2 separate regions of the Sus scrofa genome follow, and region 1 is linked to region 2. A link is a contact called in public HiChIP or PLAC-seq data. All regions are on one chromosome and are shown on one strand. The core of a region is the stretch at or near the end of the contact, and the rest is flanking DNA. Distances in the headings are between cores, read along the strand shown. Region 1 holds the start of PKN2 (serine/threonine-protein kinase N2). Region 2 holds the start of GTF2B (transcription initiation factor IIB).

The links. HiChIP or PLAC-seq counts read pairs in DNA pulled down with a chosen protein or histone mark.
Region 1: an H3K27ac HiChIP or PLAC-seq map of alveolar macrophages shows a contact between it and region 2. The contact joins the promoter of PKN2 here to the promoter of GTF2B in region 2. A contact is called at or near these places in 2 of 5 promoter capture datasets (fetal liver and liver) and 2 of 2 datasets of contacts at active chromatin or transcription factors (alveolar macrophages and skeletal muscle).

What each region holds. Positions count from the first base shown.
Region 1 is chr4:127,706,714-127,712,705 of Sscrofa11.1, forward strand. It overlaps PKN2 (serine/threonine-protein kinase N2), which reads right to left and starts at 3,269. Exons shown (of 22, transcript XM_021090332.1): 1 at 2,897-3,269. The coding sequence starts at 2,944.
Region 2 is chr4:127,520,778-127,527,063 of Sscrofa11.1, forward strand. It overlaps GTF2B (transcription initiation factor IIB), which reads left to right and starts at 2,025. Exons shown (of 7, transcript XM_001929406.6): 1 at 2,025-2,177. The coding sequence starts at 2,161.

The DNA.
Region 1 (5,992 bases), core at 2,019-4,518, 190 kb after region 2:
TAGCACTAATTCAGCTTCCTTGCAGATTATTTCTAATTTGAACTCACAAAAAGATCTCACTAATTTCCCCACTACACTTCAAACAAAAAAATAAATAGGACTTAACAAGTTAATTATGAGACAAAAATTAGAAACTGCCAATTAAGTTAATATTTTTAACAGCCTATATATTTTTTTTACCACAGCAAATATTCTTCCTTACACATTGATGTCTCTAGGCATCAAAGTTTGTATATATTTTATTAATAATTCCTTGTTGAGTAAACATCTCAAACTATTAGCAAGAGTTAGAAACACTGCTTCATGGAACTATTAATTAACAAGACGCTGGTTTCAATTTTCTTTGTCTTTCCACAACCAAAAATTATTCATAAGCCAATTCTGGCTCAAGTAGTAAAGTATTTCAAATTCTGCAATGTAACTTGAAAAGTAATTTTTGAACAGTTGGATATAAAATGTTTCTAAATAAATAAGCACTGATTTGATTAAAAGTAAGTTGTAGCATGTAACCTTCAGAGTGAGACAAGATATGGCAAAGCAGTAATTTTTAACTAAAAAGCAAGTGAACTTGCTACACAAATTACTATTTAAATACTTAAAATCTGTATGGTAGAGAAGCACTAAGAATTTCATATTAAACAACTTTTCAAATTAAGTAAGTTCAAACAATTTAGAAGGCTTTTAAAAATTGGTTCTCCAAACAAGCTCAATAAACATTTGGTTACTATAGTCTAGTTTCATAATCCAATGAAATGATATATATTTTATGAAGCAAATTTTATCATGGTTTATCTTGAGTGATAATACAAATAATGTTCTCAATTATTTTAATAAACAAGATAAAGTTCAAATGCAGTAACTTTTATTAGAACTGGGAGTCAAATACACAGAAAAATGCCCTGGATATACATGACAACCTGTAAGGTAACATCTAATAAAAACAACTGTTTTTTTTTGGAGGGGGTTACATTTTAGTTTATTTAAAGTTCAATTTTATTTTTTTCCTTCTAACTTGTTTTCTTTTTCTTTTCTTTTTTACATTTTTAAGTGATTTTTATTTTTTCCTTTGTAGTTGGTTTACTAAAAGTCTAACTTTAGATTGGATGTTCCCCTGGTTTGGTCCCGTTTTAAAAATACTTACATTTAAATTTTCCTATTTATTTGACTTGCCTTTTTGTTATTGTAAAAAATGATCTTATTAAAAGGTCCTAAATGTTGTATTTTAATATATATGAAAATAAAATTTCACATTCGGTGTCAAAATGTGTTTTTGTGTCAACTTTCTATAAAATACAAATAAGGACGCCAAATACTTTGATTCTGAAGCCAATCCGCTCCAAAAAATTAAAAAAAAGGTCCTGTCATTTTCATGGCTTCTTCTCAGTCAGAAGTTTGCTTTTCATATTTCAAGACTGCAATGGAAAGCACTTTGGATGTGCCTCAAACGTCAGTTTAAAAGCTCTTGTAAAGTAATAATACAATAAATTCCATTCATTTAGCAAACTGGTATGCTGTAAGACCTCCTTACAAAAGGCCAAGTGTAATTACAACAGTATATAGCAACATGTTCAACGATACGAAATTCAGCTTTGCATCTCCAAAGGATTCCAAATTTGCAACAATGCATTGACATACCTTGTTGAAATCTATTTTTATGGAGGAAATATCAACTATTATAACAATGCTTGCAAGCTCACAATAAACCAAGCTAATATGGGGATTTATCGAAAAATACATTTAAACAGCAAAAAATTAAGAAGCAACTGAATTGTGACATCATCAAGAATCAACTCTTCGGAGTGTCCAGATTCAGGCTTCTTTAAAAAATTAACTGCCCAACGCACAAGAAGAAATGTAAGGAAGCTATTTTTTCCCTTCTCTTAATTCCCATCTCAGCCTTCTAGCAGCTAGAAGACGACTATATTTAAACAAACCAAAAATAAGTTTAAGTCAAAGAACCAGCATGAAACTTTAATCCAGATGCAAACATCTCTTGTACACTCCCAACTAATGAAAAACAAACCCAACAAGGTAGCGCATGTACTCTATACATCAGAGAGACCTAAAAACAAAAAATCATGCCTACATCATGAAATATTTGGCTGCAAAATGTTAGGAATAACATTGCTACTCGACGTGGACTTAACTCATTAAGGGATCTATTCTGTCCTCATCTTCTGCAAGCATGTGGTGCCCAACATTCTCCCTCCGTCGACTGCTCTGTACTTTGTAAACAACTTCTGTAGCTCTTTCTCTGCTCTTCAAACAGGAGGGAAAATGAAAGCCTGAAAAGCATCAGCATCCGAGCTTCCGGATCTGAGCCGGGAGTAGCCGAGGAGTGGACCGAGAGTACCTACCCCTTGGTTTAAAAAAGCAAATAAAAAACGAAAGGAAAGGAAACAAGGGTAGCCCTCAAAAGCGAAGAAATCGAGTCCGCGAAGAGGGCTGGGGAAGCGAAGCAAGCGTTTGGAGAGACACGTTTCTACTTTTTTTCTCTTCTTAAGAAACTTGTCCGGGGGCTGGCAGTTGTGGGGGCGCTCTTTGTGCGGAGTCGGAGGGGAAGGGGAGGGACGAGCCCACAGCTCCAGTCATTCAAAGGCGTTTAAGGAGCGGAGTTCCAGGGACGGGCGGGGCGGGGCCGGGGTGGGGGGCGCCGGGGTGTCCGCGGGCGGGCGGCCCTGACCCCGCGGAGCGCACCGGCCGCGCCACGGGACCCCGGGGGCGGGCACGGGAGGGGCGGCGCGCCGGGCTCCGGCTCCCGCGGGAAGCGGCTCCGGGGCCGTCCGGGGGCGCCCGCACCGGGCGGGCTGGGGGCGCGGCGGCCGCACGGCTCCCCTCGGCCCGACCCCGCGCCGGGCTCTGCCCCTCCTGCCGGCGCCCGGGCCGCGGCCCTTACCTGCAGCTCGGTGAGCAGGATCTCCCCCCGCTCGGGGTGGGACGCCATTGCTCCGCTCCGGACTCCGCACCTGGCCGCGGCCGCCGCTGGCGAAGGGAGAAGGCGGGACGGGACCGGAGGGCGAGGAGAGCCCTAGGGCTTCATGGAGGCGCAGCCCCGGCTGGAGGCGCGGCTCACTCCGCCGCGGTCATGGAGAGCGGCGGGGAGCGGGGCACTCGGAGCGGGCTCCCCTCGCCGCCCGCCGCCGCCCGCGCCGGACAGTCTGGCTCAGTCGCTCCCTCCGGGCGACGCCAGGAGCCGCCTCAAGCCTCTGGGTCCGGGGCGGTGCGGCCGCGGCGGCAGCTCCTCCTGTCGCACCATTTGGCTGTCACCGCGTCGCAAAAGCGGCCTCACTTGGCGGCTGCCCGGGCACGTGATGGGCGCGAGAGGCGGGGCTGCTGGGACCCGGGGGCGGTGCGGCGCGGGGGGCGGGGCGGGGCGGAGGGGACCCCGGGGGCGGGGGCGGGGCGGAGGGGGACCCTGGGGCGGGGGCGGGGCGGCGCGGAGGGGGACCCCGGGGCGGGGCGGGAGCGGCGCGGGGGGCGGGAGCGGCGCGGGGGGCGGGAGCGGCGCGGGGGGCGGGGCGGCGCGGAGGGGGACCCCGGGGCGGGAGCGGCTCGGGGACCGGTGGCGGGGCGACGGGGACCCCGGGGACGGGAGCGGCGCGGGGCGGGGCGGCCGCTGTCGGCTCCTCGGCGGGGCTGCCATTGGTCCCCGCTGGGGTGAAAATGAGGGGAAAGGACTGGGCTCGGGACTCCCGGGGGGCGGGAAGTGGAAGAAGAAAACACACGCCCGCTTTCCTGCTGCGTTTAGCGGCCTCCCCGTGAACGCTGGAAAGCGGGAGCCTACTGCTGCTCTCATCTCCCAGGGCCTCTTTCTCTTTTCTTGCCGAAATTTAGGCCCAACGTAAGCGGACCCCTCTCTAACTCCGCAATCCACGCACACCTCACGGATTACTCCCCTCCCGCAGCAACCCAAACTGTTAATCTTGTCTTCCGCTCGCTCCCACCCCCAGCGCGCCTTTGCGACCAGTAAGGTACAGTGCTGGCTCAGCTGGGGTGCGGTCTGAACCCTTCAAGAAAGGTTAGCGGCTCGCGATCTTTGGCCACTTTCATGCGCAGGTTTTAAAGATGCCTCTTCCCAAGCGCTGCACCACATTGTTTAGACTATGGTAATCCCCTGAGTTTAGAATTTAATTAGCTGGCTTCTTGAATTGTTTTACTGAATTTAAAGCGAAGGAGATCGGGCGGCATTAGCCCCACGATTGAGAAAGAGCCAGTTTTCCCTGGTCTAGTAAACATGCAAACTAGCCTGTGTGTTAATAACATATAGCTAAGTAGTCTAAGTTTGGATTTCGGAAATGACACTATCATATTCAGGAATGTCGATAAAGTCTCCAACCCATAGCTTTTGTTTTGACTGAGCCCTGAATGGATATTCTAGGCAACTGTTTAACTTTTGATTATTTGAGCCTGAGATACAATGGCTTTGTTAAAAGCTACTTAGAGAAAGTGATAGGGATTGTTTAGATAGCCACCTGAAGAATGGCTGGCGTCGGTGCACTTCTGAAGAAGTGTACAATCATAAACTTCTCTTACACTCCGTGTAAGATCTGTTGGGCTAATGCTAGGACTTATGTTTATCTTTTTGTCTTCTAAAGTCTAATGCATTTGTTTGAGAAACATTTCTTGAAGATCTGAGAGTTCTGTAACTCCCACTCATGTGGTAAAATTTTTCTGGTGAGTATCTTAAAAGTTTTAAAACTGTTTGTATGTTTCATACATTAGCGTGGTTGAATAGGATAATTAAAATATATAACAACACTTGGGAGAGCCAGGATATAAATGCCCTCCTAGTGTTCTAGGCCCTGGAGCTATAGCTAGAATTAAAAAAAAAAAAAAAAAAAAAAAAGAGTCCTTGTCCCTGGAGTGATTGAGTCCTTTGGAGAAACAGACTCTGTCCAAACAGCTATAATTCAATTTTAAAAAGTAGTCACAAAATACTAGGGCACCACTGCATTCGAATACACACACACACACACACACACACACACACACAGTGTGTGTAAAAAATACACATAAAATTTGCCATTTTAACAATTTTAGGTATACCGTGCAGTGGCATTAAATGCATGCAGAGGTATTTTGCTTCTTTTTCCTTTGCTTTACCCCAGAATATATTTGAGATGGCTGACACACATAGTAGGTGCTTAATTTAATGATGTAATTAAAAAGCATCCCATGTAAGTAGTTAGAAATTTAGTCAGTAAGGGAGTTCCTGTCATGGCTCAGCGGTTAGCAAACACGACTAGCATCCATGAGGACACAGGTTTGATCCCTGGCCTAACTCAGCGGGGTTAAGGATCCAGCGTTGCTGTGAGCTCTGGTATAAGTTGCAGACACGCTGGGATCCTGAGTGGCTGTGATGTAGGCAGACAGCTGTAGCTCCAATTGGACCCCTGGCCTGGGAACCTCCATATGCCGCAGGTGCAGCCCTAAAAGGTTAAAAAAAAAAAAAAGAAAAGAAAGAAAGAAAATAAATTTAGTCGATAAGCATTGTTTTAAAAATAAATTTAGATATGAGAAAAATGTTCACATTTTAGTACCATGGAACTTTAAAATGAGAGAAGACTTAAAATGTCTAGTCCGGGATTTCCCGTCGTGGCGCAGCAGAAATGAATCTGACCAGGAACCATGAGGTTGCAGGTTTGATCCCTGGCCTTGCTCGGTGGGTAAAAGATCCGGTGTTGCCGTGAGCTGTGGTGTAGGTCACAGACGTGGTTCAGATCCCACGTTGCTGTGGCTGTGGTGTAGGCCGGCAGCTACAGCTCCAATTGGACCCCTAGCCTGGGAACCTCCACATGCCGCGGGTGTGGCCCTAGAAATACAAAAAGAAAAAAAAATGTCTAGTCCAACTCTTTTTCTAGGTAAAAGAAAATAAGCCGTAACTTCCTTAACTAATGAGGAGCATGGCAACATTATTACCCAGTTGCAGAGATGGAAACTGGAATTTAAATCTCCCAGCTGCCAATGCTGTGCTTGTTCAAACCTATACCAT
Region 2 (6,286 bases), core at 775-3,274:
TGGGTTAAGAACCGGACTAGTATCCATGAGGATGCGGGTTTGATCCCTGGCCTAGCTCAGCAGGTTAAGAATCCAGCATTGCCGTGAGCTGTGGTGTAGGTCACAGACGAAGCTCGGATCCAGCGTTGCTGTGGCTGTGGTGTAGGCCAACAGCTGTAGCTCCAATTCAACCCCTCGCCTGGGAACCTCCATATGCCCTGAGTGCGGCCCTAAAAAGAAGATTTTTTTAAAAAGTGAGTTAGTTTAAATAATTGATTGAAATAAATCAGGTTAATTAATTCACATCATTAAGTTAAATAAAAATGATTATATGAACAACTCCTAAGTTTTGGTAAATGCTAGTCTAGGTCATTGACTCCTAGGTGACAAAACCCCAAGTCTGTGTGTTTCAATCTCAGGATCAGATACAAAGATTAAGTGGGATAATGTTGATGAAATGCTTTGTAAATTGCCAACGCTATACTAACAAGAGAAGAAGGAATGGCCTACCTAAGCTGCTTCTATTTTAATATAAAAGTCATCCTAAGTAGGTTATGACAGATAAGAGATTCTTCAGGTGGGGCAGGTGTAATTTAACCAGTTGCCCAGCTTCCCTCCTCTGGGGTTTCACTTTCTCTGATAGCTTCTTCCTTCATGTAATGCCCACCCTAAACCACCGGGTGGTGGGTCCTTATCTTCACGCTCAAGAGTGCCCCCCTGGTTCCCTTCCTCCTCCTCTCACCCTTCTCCCAAGGCAAGAAGCTCTGCTATGGAAACTTCTGCCAGATTGGGGCGCAGCACCTGCAAGCCCTCTCCTGGTAACATTTGGCACAGCTGAGATGAATTGGCTTTTTGTGTGTGCGCTTTTTAGGGCCGCACCGGCAGCATATGGAGGTTCCCAGGCTAGGGGTCAGATCGGAGCTGTAGCCGCCCACCTACATCACAGCCACAGCAGTGCCAGCTCCTTAACCCACTGAACAGGGCCAGGGATCAAACCGGCTTCCTCATGGATGCTAGTCAGGTTCGTCAACAGCTGAGCAATGACGGGAACTCTGGTGTTTTGAAGCTTTACCAGATATTGTGGGAGAAAAGCCCCCACAAAAATAGTCAGGGTTTTTAATTGCAGAGTTAGTTGGGAAGACCAAAAAAAAAGCTCCCCCATCCCCACTCCTATATGAGTTCCTAAACTTCTCCCTCTTACACACCTTTTTCTTTCTAAGGAAGCAAGACTTCCCCACCTTTCAAGGAAACAACGTTTGCCCAGTGGTGTCAGTTCCATGCCCCAAAGAACAAAGCAGCCGCAGTATTCTAAGTGCTCATCCCCACAGAAACCCTTTTCCCTCTATTCCCACTGGGCCAAGGGTAGTTTGTTTTCAACGACGTAGTGATAGTGTTGCTGTTGTTTTTATTAATTTTGTGCCATTAGTTTGGGTATTTAATAAATTTAGGGACTTTTGGGGTATCTGAACGTTCTGGTAAATTCTCTGTATTTCAGCTATGCCCAAGTTGCAAAGACCATGACAACAACAGGAAGGTAAGGCCCGCATCTCCCTGCCTCACGGGTGCACAATGCTCTCCCACAGTTTGTTTCATCTCCTGCCAATTCTAAAAGGGTACACAAGGCAGATGCTATTGCCTCTTGCCCCCAGGTGCGAAGGGCGAAGGAAGACACAGCTTGCTAGGGGATGACTGAGCCTGAACTGACATCTGGGCTGACCTAAGTGCATTCCTCTTTATTCCAAATACCTAGGTGGAATCGCCCTCTGGGCAAGTAAGAGCTGAGCGCCGACTCCCGGCGGGGGAGGGGTGGTTAGCCCTGGGGGGTGAGGGCTTTGCCCCCTCCAAAGCCCGGGTTGTCCTGGTGTTTTGACCCAGCCAAGTTGAGGGTGTCAGGTGTAGCCCGTTTGCTGGGGCCCTTGAGCGTTTTCCTGAGTAGTTGCCTCGATGTGCCGGCGACCGGGAAACCACCGAGACCGAAAAGGAAAATGAGAAAACGCAAAGCACGTGGCGTCCAGGAGCTCACTTTCTTGGCCCTTCTCCCGACCCGTAGCCGCGCCCGATGACGCCTGCGTGGACGGCTCGCCTATAAAAGCTCGGCTCGCCGCGTCTCGTCGCCGCAAGCGCTTCCTGTTTGCGGGCGTCCGTCGTCGTCGCCGGTCGGGAGCCGGAGGGGCCGTGAAGATGGCGTCGACCAGCCGGTGAGCCTGCGGGGGGCCGGGCAGCCGAGGCCGGGCGGCGGGCGGGCCCCCAGGGCCGGGGTGCGGGGACAGGCGGCGGGCGGCCGGCCGCCGGGACAAAGGCGCTTCCCGACGCGGGGGCGGCGCGGGGTACCGGCCGCCGGCGCTTCCCTGTCTGGGGCTCCCGGGTCCCGGCCCCGGCCTCGCGTCCTCTGCAGCTGGTCCAGCCGTCCTGTCTTGTTCGGCTAACTTCTTGGCCTGTTTTCCGTCTGCGGCTCCACCAGCCCGAGGGGCCGTGACTCCTCCTCCCCGAAGAGCGGGAAGGGTCAGGTCCAGGCCGCCGGCGACCTGACAGCCGGAGGGTTGGGGCGGACGGCCGTCCCTGGCGTCCCGCAGGTGCGCGGTGGGAGCCGGGGCCTTTCTGAGCGAGGCTGCGTTCTCTCGTGGGAGGCTCCTGTCCGCACGTCTTCTGCGTTCTGCTCCGGAAAGGCTTGCCTGCGGAAGACGACCGACGTGTGCGGGGAAGCCTCTCTTCTGTAGGTTTTGAGCGTGGTGTAGTCCAATCTGCAGGAAATGGATGCAGTGCCATGGAGACGGCCCTTAGTCCTGTGACCTGAGAAATGCTTGCAGACCCTAATTGCCTCCCTCGTGACCACTGTGAGGTAGATACTAGGGTTTGTGCCCAAGCGTAAATACACCGAGTCGTACCAGTGGTGTCTCTTCCGAGGTTAATGTGAGAACAGTGTAGCGTCTCTTTTCTGTTACCGTACTTGGCCTCTCGTTACTCAGAATGTATTGAAAGTATCAAATCCAGTTCTGTAGCTTCTAGAAGACAGGCACCTCTGGCATGATTTTTCTGAGCTTGGTATCGTCTGTGGCGTTGAATTCCCTGTGAAAGCCATTATCACAAAATAGGAAGCTGGAGAAATCCAGGCCCTTTCTGGTGACGGCCAAGGCCCATTACTTTTTGTTGCTGTATTTCAGCAAGGAGGGAGGAGGAGAGGGCTTTAGCTAAAACAACTGGAGGCAGCTCTCAAAGCCAGTGACACTTGTTTACTGATTGTACTTCTGGGATTGAACGTTCTGTCTGGGTGTGGCTCTGTCAGGTAAGGCTTCCTTGTAGGTAAATGGAGAACGAGCTTCCCAAAGACACCTGAAAACAGCTGACAGTCTGCTGGGGCAGTCGGTGGGAAAGGGGGTCACAGTGGGGCTTTTGTAGATAACAGAGCAGAAACTTGTGTTTGAAGGAAATGTTGTAGCAGCTGGATGCAGCACATTCACTGGATGGATTTTTTACTGAAAGAACACATGGCACGTGTCCTCTCTGTGCCCTCATTGTCTCCATTTGTTAAAAACGTCCTTGAAATACGTTTCTCGGGGCATGTCCGGATCTTAAATATGTCATTGCGGTTGTCTGTCTCTCCATATACCAGTGAGAACAAAGGTAAATGTTAGGATTTGTGCTGTGAGCTTTTCCCTGAGGAAGATGTACAGGTACTGGGCTCTGGAACGGCCTGCTGTCTTCAAAGCGGAGAACAGAAATACTCTGAGTTCAAAGCTACACTTTACCACTTACTGATTCTGTGACTTCAGGAAAATCGTTCTGTGAGCATTGTTTTTAAAGTGGGGATATTGTGGGAGTTCCCGTTGTGGCTCAGCGGAAAGGAATCTGATCTGTATCCGGGAGGACGCAGGTTCAATCCCTGACCTTGCTCATTGGGTTAAGGATCCCGTGTGCTGTGGCCGTGGTGCAGGCCGGCAGCTGTAGCTCTCGTTGGACCCCTAGCCTGGGAAGCTCCATACGCCGTGGGTGCAGCCCTAAAAAGACAAAAATCAAGTGGAGACATTGCTTAATTTGCAGGGTTGCTGTGAAGATGAGTAATCTGTGTACAGTACTGGGCACACAGTAGGCCTCCCGAAAATACTGGAGAGTGCAGTTGGGAGCTGCCTGGCTCCTTAGGTCGCCTAATTGTTCCAGTGTCAGTGGGGGCAGTTTGCTGGATTCTTCCCTCTTGTGCCCCCTTTGTCCTCCCACCACCCCACTCTTGAGGTTCCTCATTTGTTACCCTGGTGGGTAGTTTGTTTAGAAGTGGACTGTTTCCAGTAGTTTCATTTTATTTTGCGTTGAGTAACACACGTGCGAATTGTACACACCCAAGAAGAGTGAGCAGCAGCTTCCTTCCTTCCTGAGCTCCTGGCTCCTAAGTCTTCTCCAGAGCAGCCCTTGTAGCCAGTTGCTCCGAGTTTTCCGAAGGATTCTGTGCTTTAGCAAACGTGTAGTCCTAACCTGTGTTCCTTCCAAAGAGCAGTCGAAGAGGAACGCTCTCTGCCCCTTTGCTTTTCACCTGAGAAGAACCACAGCCTGACTTCGAACACCATAGATTTGTTTTACCCGATGGAAGCTTTATGTATAAATGCACGTGTCGTCCCCTGTGGGGGTCTTTTGATCAGCATTTTGAGATTCATTCATGTTATTTCGTGTAATTGTAGTTACGCTTTTTTCACTTTCTATAAAATCTCTGCAGTGCTCTTTCCGCTTAGCCCATCTTCGACATGTTTTATATCATTTTTATATTCATATATGTGCATGTGATATTCTCTCTGCCATTTAATAGTGCAGAATGTGTCGGTCCCATGTATGCTGTGTGTCACAGCTGCCCATTTTATACATTTGTAATTTCTGTTCTCTGCCGACGTTTCCTTTGACAACCTTTTATAATTATGCCAATTTCTTAATATTTTATTTGTTACAATTTATTAAAATATTTTCCTAATAGGAATTTATGGAATAAGCATGAATATAAAGCAAACTTCCATCCTTTATTTTCCCAGTGAAAAGACCTGTTTTGGTTAACCTGATTATATAAATTTTTGGAATGTGGATTATTTTATCAATTTTTTAGCGGGAATTACCTGTTATCTTTGATTTGTTTGATCTTTTGTCCTTTTAGGGCCGCACCCAAGGCATATGGAGGTTCCCAGGCCTAGGGATCTAATCAGAGCTGTAGCTGCCGGCCTGCACCACAGCCACAGCAACATGGGATCCAAGCCACGTCTGCGACCTACACCACAGTTCACGCCGGATCCTTAACCCATTGAGTGAGGCCAGAGATCAAACTCGAAACCTCATGGTTCCTAGTTGGATTTGTTTCACTGCGCCACGATGGAAACTCCAGAAGTACCTCTGTTGAGAGTTAACATTCTGAATTGTACTTGGTAGTTTGAGAAACTATCCAAATTCACAGATACCTGTTTAACATGGTTTCAGAATGGTTGATGTTGTCTTTTTACATGTGTATTTGTGATGGCTAAAACATAACTGTTCTATAGTATTTCAGGTGGGAACTTTTAAAAAGGGGTTATTTTCAATGATAGCAGACATTTTATGATTGTAAGGTCACATCCCCAGAAATAATTAAGAAACGTAAGTTAATGGAGTTCCTGTCGTGGCTCAGTGGTTAACGAACCCAACTAGCATCCACCAGGACGTGGGTTTGATCCCTGGCCTCGCTCAGTGGGTTAAAGATCCAGCTTGCTTGGAGTTCCCGTCGTGGCACAGTGGTTAATGAATCCGACCAGGAACCATGAGGTTGCGCGTTCAATCCCTGGCCTTGCTCAGTGGGTTAAGGATCCGGCATTGCCGTGAGCTGTGGTATAGGTTGCAGACGAGGCTCGGATCCCATGTTGCTGTGGCTCTGGTGTAGACCGGTGGCTACAGCTCCAATTCGACCCCTAGCCTGGGAACCTCCATATGCTGCGGGAGCGGCCCAAGAAATGACAAAAAAAAAAAAAAAAAAGATCCGGCTTGCTGTGAGCTATGGTGCAGGTCGCTGACTCGCCTCAGATGCCACATTGTGCCATAGGCCGGTGGCCACAGCTCTGATTTGACCCCTAGCCTGGGAACCTCCATATGCCACGGGTGTGGCGCTAAAAAGAGGAAAAGACCCCCCCCAAAAAAAAATGAGAAATGTGTGTTAAATGTCTTTGTTCTTTTTTAAAACTGACTCTCTTGGGTCATTTAAGGCTGATCTGTCTTCCCCAAATTGACTTATTTTCAAAATATAATAATCGAGCAAATTCACAGATAGATTTAAAAGTAGCTTTTTTTTTTTTTTTTTTTGTCTTTTGTG